Regions from separate parts of the Gossypium hirsutum genome. Here region 2 is linked to region 1. Evidence: chromatin contacts called from public Hi-C data. All regions are on one chromosome and are shown on one strand. Each heading gives the region's core, a stretch centred on a gene start, on an enhancer-like site or on the middle of the called end of the contact. The rest is flanking DNA. Distances are from core to core; before and after follow the strand shown.

Region 1 (4,819 bases), core at 856-3,355:
TGCACAAAAAGACCATCAGTCAAATTTCAAAAGCACCCTAGGTTTAGAGCTATTTAGGCCTCACTGGAAAATTTTGACAATGTGCTTGTTGGTTGGCCTAACTAAATGTTTCTCTTAGCAGTTCCAATTAATTACGGAACTTTTTCTCTATACGGAATCATAGTTGATAGTGTTATGCTTACCTTCGAAAGCCGGACAGTATAGAAACCAGAACGGAAAAATCTAAGTGTCCTTTCTCCAGCGTACAACAAAATTGGAACAGCTAGGTACATCCAAGTCTGCATCCAGGAACACAATACAATACAATACAATTAATTAAAGTTACAGTAAAACATAAAATAAAATCCTGTTGTTCGAATTTATGCAATCATTTGAGAAAAGAAGAAGATTTAAATGTTTACCGTCTTACGGTACCATATGTGCACAAGATAAAGAAATACGCCATGGATGACAAGCAAGATGTAGACAACGATAAACAGGTGATGTGAGTACCAGAAAGCATTGAAACCAGTGATTCTATCAAAGGGCTTGGGCAGCTTAATCAGGTTCCGCCTAAACCATCTTGTTGCCAGTATAAATGCAATTGCCATGCAGATAACCATTAAAATTCCAGTCACTCCTTCAACCCCTTTTACCAGGTCTAAGTAGGTTGGTTTATGACTTCCAAAGTCATTGATTAGTAGATCATAGTGATCACTAGAGGACTTGATAAGCATAGGAAAATGACAGGCAAGATGGTTACCAGCATGGAGAATGACTCCAATAGTAATGGCTGCAGCTATTGTCTGCACAAATTCAATGAGATATCATAAATAACTTCAAACTTGTGGTTAATTAATTCAGGGATACAAAAGAAGTCAGTGCCATGAAAACCTTGTATCCACTATAAATGTAAGGTTTGCTTCCTATGTGCATCAAGATTATCTCATAACTTTCATAACTAAAATTCCATGAGCCACAGTAGAAATGATGAAACTGATGGATTAAATTGGCTGTTCTTACTCATAAAACAACTAAGCTTGCATGATATAATGCTCCAGAGCAGCAAACTTGTGATCTACAGATACTTTAGTGAATCTAGGAAGTGCCCAGGTTCAGCTACGATAAGGTCAAGCTATTGGGAGTTTGATTTTGTGGAAGTCAATGTCTTTGGTCACGGACGAAAACACATTAAAACTACAATGTTTCAATTTCGTATATAGCTTTTTGTTAAACTACCGGATCCATATACTAAAGATTTAATTTTCTTTTGCAATTTTAGCCTTTTATATTTACTTTTGATGCAAAGAGCTAAAAACTTAAATGGCATTAAACTTAAATGTTAAAAATGTTCTCAAGTGGGTTAAAAAAATTCTAACATTTTTAAAACCTTATAAGGATTAAATTGCTTATTTGTTTTGTTTCCTCGCGTCACTTTTAAACAAAGCAAGTCGTCTTTTTTAAGTTTAACCTTACTATTCTTTATAATTTTCTTTATTTGATTCGAAATTAAATTTTATAGTAGATGAACAAATTTGCAATGGCCAGTTTTGACCTTTTTTCTATAGAAATTATCAATTTCTAATTTCTTCACACACAATAAATAATTTAAGATCGGTTTAATTTTCAAGTTTTGCTATGTGAACCTGCAATACCCAGCACCTTTTTTTTCCAAAGTCAAGTTACAAATTATTAAGAAGAAATTATATCGATAAAGTTTGAATTTATTCATTAAGATGTTAACAAGCTCTTCTAATCGCTATTTTTTTTATGTTGTTGACATAACTCGTATTATTCTAAAAGTAAATTCATATTAATTGACTTTTATATGTCATCATGTCCTTGGGATCAAGGGCGAAACTCAAACATTATTTTAGAGACCGAAATTAAATTATAATTTTTATGATAAAAAATATAATTTTATCATTTTAATAAGTTATATCTTTATAATTTATAAAAAATTAAATCAAATTTTTAAATTTTAAAAATTTAAAATATAATTTTACTTTCACTAATTTAAAATTTTAAAAGTATATAAAAAAATTATTTTAAGGGATAGTTTCGCCGCTGCCTGGGACCCATAAACGAAAAGGAAAAGCAAAAGGAAAAAGGAAAAGTTGGTATGTTGTTCGCATACCTCGTGAAAGTTGATATTGTCGTCAAAAGGCAGGAAAAGACCCAGCTTGGTGGACCTGAGCCAAGTAATGGTGTTTCTGCAGACGGGTAAGAGGATAAGAGCCATGTTAAACTTGAGGGTCTCAGCTGCCCCCTTGGCTGTGAGGAGACAGTAACCCATAACCTGAAAAGAATTCTTCTGTTTGTATTGAAAGAACTTCCAAGTAAAGAGCCCTGTCATAATCATAATCCATAATGACACCACCCATAGCCTCTTCCAGTTTTCTTCTAAATAGTATAGAAGTTTCTTAATCATTCTCCTGACTCTGCTCTTCTTTGTTAGTCCTTGTAAGTTTTGGCTAAGGGCTTGGCTTGTGTAGCTTAGGGCTTGACTATAGCTCTGGTAGGTGTCCTTTTGCAAGAGAAGTGTCTCCAATTGCCATAGCTGTATCATTCCATAGATCATGATCAACCAAATCATGCAATTATGGAAACGAAATTTTTAAATGATCGAAAAATTTTTAGTCACGCAAAGGGCAAGGATGTTCTTGATTATATCAACTGTTTTAAGCTATCAGTGATGCAGAATGAAAGGTAAGTGCATGCGTGAATGAATAAGGTCCGCCACTTGGCAGAACCATGAGTTCGAGATGGTCAATCATGGGATGTAGTTTGGTCAGTCTTATACTGAAACTAATTTGAAAATAAGTTTCACTGCAAAATAATAATATAGTATGATTTCTCTACAATCAACATGTTTTGTTATTAAATAATAATAGTAAGATCTATCGGACAAAAATCAAAGCGAGAAATATTATGGAAATATGAGTGCTCCACATAAATTAAAAATGGACCCACCTCGATATATCCAAATCTTTCATGGTCCAACTCTTCCATGATCAGAGCTGCATATTCCTCCGCCTGCTCTTTCAATCTCGATAGCTAGTTTGCCGAAGCACTTAGCATCAGAATCTATATTATCCACAGCGAAAGTCAATTACTTTTATATACACACCAGAATGCCCTCGCAAATCCCACTAAATATTTTATTAATAATTAAAAGTATCACCCATGAGCATCACAATTTAATTGTTTTTTTTTAATAAAGTAAATATTTTTTTGCATGTTGGATACAATTTTATTAAAAAATTGGAAATATACATATTATTTTTACCTCTTTTACTTCAGCCTCAGTGATCCTACCATCTTCATTTTTGTCCACCCTATAACATAGGATATTCAAAACTGGTTCGTTAAAAGAAGAAATATTTAATTTAAAATAAGTTGAAACTAATAGTTTAATAATGCGTACATGTCGAAGAAGATCTGGAGGCGAGAATCAAAACTTTGGTCAGTGATTTGGGACCAATACTCGTAAAGCTCATCTTTGCTAATTTTTTCGACTTTTAATCTCCTTTGTCTACTCAATGCGTCGAACATCTCCTGCGCAAATTCCTTCGAGTCCTTCATTCCTAAACAACAAACAGAAGTAATCATCTAATCTAAGAGTTTGAGAAAAATGGATTAAAAAAGATTTGTGATGATGAATTGAGAAACCTATGCATTGTGTGAAATCGGAGCGAAAAAGAGAGCCGTGTTTAGCGAGTTTTTTGAAATTGTTTTCAACTTCTTCCCATGCATTGGCTTCATTGTTGGTTATGAATCTTAATCCGCGAAGAGCTTTTTGAGCGCCGGAGCGAATCCGGTCGAGTTGAGCTCGCTGCTTTCTTAAAGCTCGAGCCGCTGTAGCAGAGTCGGATCTGGGTAGAGTCAGAGCTGCGTGTCCGTGGCCCTGTTAGAATTAAGTGACCCAAATTTTTATTTAAATAAAATACGATGGAAAATAAAATAAAAGTAAAATCCATATAAAACTAGACTTCTTTTATTTTATTTTAGAATAAGGTTTTTTAAACCCTATTAAACTCCATCTATTTTATATTGATTAGGATAAGGTGTTTCAATCCTACTAGAATATGGCTTTACAAGCCTATAAATAGACATAGTCTATTCCTCTTGTATTGATTCAAATTTTCGACATAGTGAATTTTCTTCTCCTCTGCCCGTGGTTTTTTCCCGAAAGGGTTTCCACGTAAAATTTGTGTGTTCTTTATTTTATTTATTTTATTTTATTTTATTTTTCACAAATTGGTATCCGAGCCTCCGGGTTATTCATCTCGATCACGGTAATGGCGTCTTTGAAGTATGAAATTCCGCTGTTGGATCGCAACACCAAATTTGCGTTGTGGCAAATTAAGATGCAAGCAGTTCTTGCACAGATGGATCTGGAGGATGCCCTGCTAGGGATAGATAAGATGCCTTCGACATTAACAGATGAAGAGAAGAAGCGTAAGGATCGAAAGGCATTAACACAATTACATCTGCATTTGTCCAACGAAATTTTGCAGGATGTGATGAAAGAGAAAACTGTCGCTGCATTATGGAAGAGGCTAGAACAAATATGTATGTCGAAAACTCTAACAAGCAAGTTGCATATGAAGCAGCGTCTTTATGCTCATCGTTTGGAGGAAGGTGCGTCTGTACACGAACACTTAACAGTGTTTAAAGAAATTCTCTCAAACTTGGAGGCCATAGAGGTTCAGTATGATAAGGAAGATCTAGGGTTGATTCTATTTTGTTCGTTGCCCCCGTCTTATTCAACCTTTAGAGACACGATTTTATATAGCCGCGAGTCTCTCACAGTTGATGAGGTTTATGATTCTTTAAC
Region 2 (4,819 bases), core at 1,557-4,056, 77 kb after region 1:
TAAAACTCAAATATTTGCGGCGTTTTTATTTAAAATGCCGGTATAGGTCAACGTTTAGTGGCGTTTTTTATTATAAACGCCACTATAGCTCATTTTTTATGGCGTTTTTGAAAAAACGCCACTAATTCACAATTTTAATTTTTTTTCATTTTTAACATATATTTTTTATGCTTTTTTATTTCAAATTTTCCTGCTGAGACTATCATTTTTTATATTTTTTATTTAACTTTGTAACTAAAATATTAAATTTTAACTTTTTAAGTTTTTAATTCCAAAATTAAACACTAAACCCTAAACTCTAAATCCCAAATCTCAAACCCTAACCCATAAATCACATACCATAAACCACAAAACACAATCCCTAAACCCTAAAACCCTAAATTTCCCTAACCCAGTATACCCCTTAAATATTAAATATGTATACTCTTAAACCTACTAACCCCTAAACACTAAATATAACCCTAAAATCCTAAAACGCTAAAAATAAAATCTTATTGCTTACCAGCTAAAACCATAACATTAAACCCTAACAACATTACCCCTAAATCCTTAAACAGTGCTAAGACCCTGACCCTATACGATAAACCCTAAACTATAAACTCTAAACCCCAAATCATAGACCATAAACCCTAATTAACCCTTAAAGTATAAATCATAAACCATAACCCCTAACCCCAACATCTATCCCTTAAACCATAAACCACGAAACATAATTCATAATTCATAAACCATTAACCCTTAACCCTTAAACTCCTAACCCCTAAACCTTAACCCTTAAACCCTAATATCGCTAAACACTAATATCTTAGACCATAAATAATAAACCCTAAAAATAAACTTTAAAACACTAAACCCCTATCCTCTATCCTCTTAACCCATATAAACCCCTAACACCTAACCCATAAATCTTAAACCCATATATATCCCTTAATCCTAACCACTAACCACTAACTCTTAAACCCTAAACTCATAACCTTTTAAATTATAAACCTCAAACCCTAAATCATAAAACATAAATCATCAACCCTAAATCATAACCCTTAAACCTATAAAAATATTAAATTTAAAAATCAGTTTAAATAGAAAATTTTAAATTCATTTAAAAAATAAGTTAGACTGAAACATTTAATACCTGAGTTTGGTCTAATCCGTTTTCAACTTCATAATATTTTATATATATACTATGTAATTTTATAATTTATAAAAAAAAATTATACTAAATGTATAATATATAGTAGTCTAATATAAACATTAAAATAATATTAAGATAACTATATAAAGAAATTAAATAAATAAAAAATGTTAAATTAAAATGACATAATTTTACAAAAATTAAAAATATAATATGATTGGACTTAAAATAGACTTAGGTTAATCATTTGCAAGTATTAGTGGGCTTTAACAAAATGTTAAACCTATATTTTAAGCCCCACTAAAAATAAATTCAAACAAATATAAAATATATGATATTATATTTAAACAAATATTATATTTAGCACCCATAAACACCTAATATTAAGTAATAAAGAACTCAAAAATGTAATGATTTTGTTGTGTTTTACTTTGTTAAAGAAAGAAAATGTATCTGCCCCATAAACTCTAGCGGCGTTTTTCGAGAAATGCCGCTAATGCCATTGAAGTTCAAACAAAACGACGTTGGTCTGCTTAATGTTTTAGCGGCGTTTTTGTAAAAACGCTGTTAAAGATTGATATATTGCGGCGTTTTAAGTAAAGCGCCGCTAATGTCATTGAAGCTAATTTAAAACGATGTCGTTTGCCTTAATCTATTAGCGGCGTTTACAAAAAAACGCCGCTAATTATGTGACCTATAGCGGCGTTTTTTTTATAGAAATGCCTCTAAAGTGCGAGCTATTGCGGCGTTTTTAGGAAAGCGCCGCTAATGTCATTGAAGCTCATATAAAACGACGTCGTTTTGTTTAACATTTTAGCGGCATTTTTCCAAAAACGCCACTAAAGTTTGATCTGTTACGGCGTTTTTGGGAAAACGCCGCTACTGCCAATGAAGCTCATGTAAAACGACGTCGTCTTGCTTAAACTTTTAGCGGCGCTTTTTCAAAAACGCCGCTAAAGCTCGATCTATTGCAGCGTTTTTTTAAAAACGCCGCTAAAACTCCATCTATTTGATTTTTTCCGGCATTTTCTTTTAAAACGCCGCTAAAAACGCCGCTAAAAGTCTGTTTTGGTGTAGTGAATTGCATAAAACATAAACAATATCTAAGATCCAAAAAGAAAATAAATGGCTAAAACTTAACTTTTTTTATAATATATTTTTAAATTTTAAAGTTAGGACTAAATTGATAAATTTTGTAAATGTTGAGGGTCAATTTTATTGATTTTTTAAATTAACTAAAATTACAAATTTTTTAAACACTAAGGACTAAATTTGTTAACTTTTTTATATTTAGTATCAAATTAATAGAATATGTAAACATTAAAGGACTAATTTTATGACTAAACTAATAAAAAAACTTAATAAACATTTTAATTAAAATATTTAATTTCAAAAAATTTAGTGATTAGATTAAAAAATTAATAATTTGTAATAAAAAAATGAAAGACATAATTAATTAATTATTTTTATAATTTACCTATAAAAAATATTTTCAACATCATCATATTATTATTTAATAGATAAAATTTAATTAAAATATTAATTTATATGTTTTAAAATATATAAAAATTAATCCACTTATTTTCCAATAAAAATGCAGAAATGCATTGTGTTAAGCAATTAGAATCGGTATAAATTAAAAATTTTAGTAAAATCTATAAATTTTCGTACACTCTTCATTTTTAGCCTTGCAAATGGTGTTTTTTTTTTCTTTCCATACCTGATTCGGGGACCACATTCGCCAGTCTTTGGTTGGATCAAATCAACAAGTCTGACATACGTTAATGTAAAGTGAAACCTGAACCTCGAGCCAAGAGAAAATGGTAAGATATTAATGATGAAAATTTAGCCAACTAGTATTATTGCCAGGGTCTCGCCATCCACGGAGATCCAAAAGCAAATGATATTGAAAACGAAAATGTCTCTTCAATATAGGCCTTGAAAGGTTCCGCCTTGCTTGTAGAATTCGTCTTTTTTACATGTTCAAGTTTAAGGTGAGATGTGCGGAAAACATTTTCCGGAAAATGTTTTCTTGATTTTACGGTGTCTGGAAGCATGAAAACATTTTACAAATGTAAAATATTTTTCTAGAGACGGGTAAAATCTCAGTCATTTTAGGGAAAATGTCTTGCGGATTTTTTTTCCATCTCCTTCTTCGTCCAGGTAAAACTCCTTCTCCTTCTTCCATTCTTCATCTTCTTATTATCTCTCCTCTTTTTTCTTAGTTCGTCTCATATCTTCAAAATCATCAACAGGGGAAGCAAGCTAAAGCAGCCACCCTCTTCCCATTTTTCTCCAATTATTATCTTTATTCATCCATTATTCTCTCTTTGTGTCTATGCTTTTGTTCTTCTCATAGTCTTCTCAGTGTTGCCTAAATGGCGTCTTTGAGCTTTTTTTTCCCCTCTGGTAAGTCTTTTTGGACTGGGTTTTTTGAAAGGATCCTTGTAGATGACTTGATTTTCAGTACTGTCTTTCAATTTTTCTTCATTTTCTGATATGGGTTTTCTTTATTAATTCATTGAATTGATGTTTTGATATTCTATTTGTTGGTTCTTCTTATTATTTTCTAATGTGGGGTTTTTTTTTCTTTTTTATTCCGTGCTAATTTTTTGATTTGGGTTTTTTTTTAATCGGCTGTTTTTTATTACTTTGTTTATTGTATCATGTTATTCATTGAATTGATTATCATGTTTTTGATTGCGTTATGATTCTTGGACGTAATTATTAATTACTAGTAGCTTAAATCAATTTTCTATATAGCTTAGAATAATTCCAGAATATGAAGTTATCTGTCATCTCTGTCTTACAAGGCACTGCTGTATTTTCTTTTAGTAGAATTAGAAAGGTACTCTGTGTAGTTGACAAGAAGCAACTGGATCACTTGTCAATAAAGTGCGATATCCTCATCGCTACTTATTTTCTTTGAGCTTGCCTCTGGATAATTATAAGTAATTGTTAATGCTGTGATTGATTTTTCGATCTTGTTGATAATCTCATGAGTCATGATTGTTATAAATTGAAAATTCTTCTTATTGGTCTTTAATGTAGCAGTTTAGGTAGTTTAACTCTTGTAGCAGTTTAGGACCCTTCTTACTTCGATGCCTCCCTTTTCTCTTTTTCTTTTTTTAGTACGACGAAAGGTCTTTGATTTTGGAATTTTGCACATGGAAAAGTAAATTCTGGCATTATTTGGCAGATACGGTTCAGTGATTGAGCGTTTTCAGATAAGAGAGGGGCTGAAAGAGATAATAAAAGGAGTAATTTTTGATTCAGGATCAGCTGACCCTTTAAATCCTAATGTTCTTATTTATGATGTTCTTAATGTTCTTAGACGATTGATTACAGTTCACAGTAAGTTTTTGAGTTTTGAAATGAATGTTTTATATCAAATTATGAACAGAGTTTTTTAGCTTATATCACTAAAGGTCTGCTCTTGAATAGAACACGGTGGAATCAATAAGATACTATTCTTGGCCTTTGATAAAAAAGAATTGAGTACAAGTCCAGGTTCTGGAAACATTTGGAAATTTCTATCACTTCAGTAGCACTATAATTGTATGATCAAAGTTGAAATACTTGTGTTATGCTTTGTTTTATTAGCTGTAGAAAAGACTTTAGAATGCGCATTATATGTATTGATTTGTGAAGCAGATGAAGTCTCTGTAGTCTGGATGTTCAAATTCA

What was found. A called contact is a pair of places that touch in the nucleus more often than the background predicts.
Region 2: a Hi-C map of leaf shows a contact between it and region 1, with 1.7 times the contacts expected there. The contact joins the promoter of LOC107947560 here to the enhancer-like site in region 1.

Annotation. Positions count from the first base shown.
Region 1 is chrA08:90,679,341-90,684,159 of Gossypium_hirsutum_v2.1, forward strand. It overlaps the pseudogene LOC121205036. Among protein-coding and RNA genes, the nearest start is that of LOC107958715, 11 kb to the right of the region's middle. Within about 2 kb of position 2,106, at least 3 of the 9 cell types and tissues checked have an H3K27ac peak or open chromatin away from gene starts, as enhancers often do. A contact at or near this core is called in leaf, where this site is marked.
Region 2 is chrA08:90,755,458-90,760,276 of Gossypium_hirsutum_v2.1, forward strand. LOC107947560 reads left to right here and starts at 2,807. Exons shown (of 3, transcript XM_016882184.2): 1 at 2,807-2,955. The coding sequence starts at 2,953.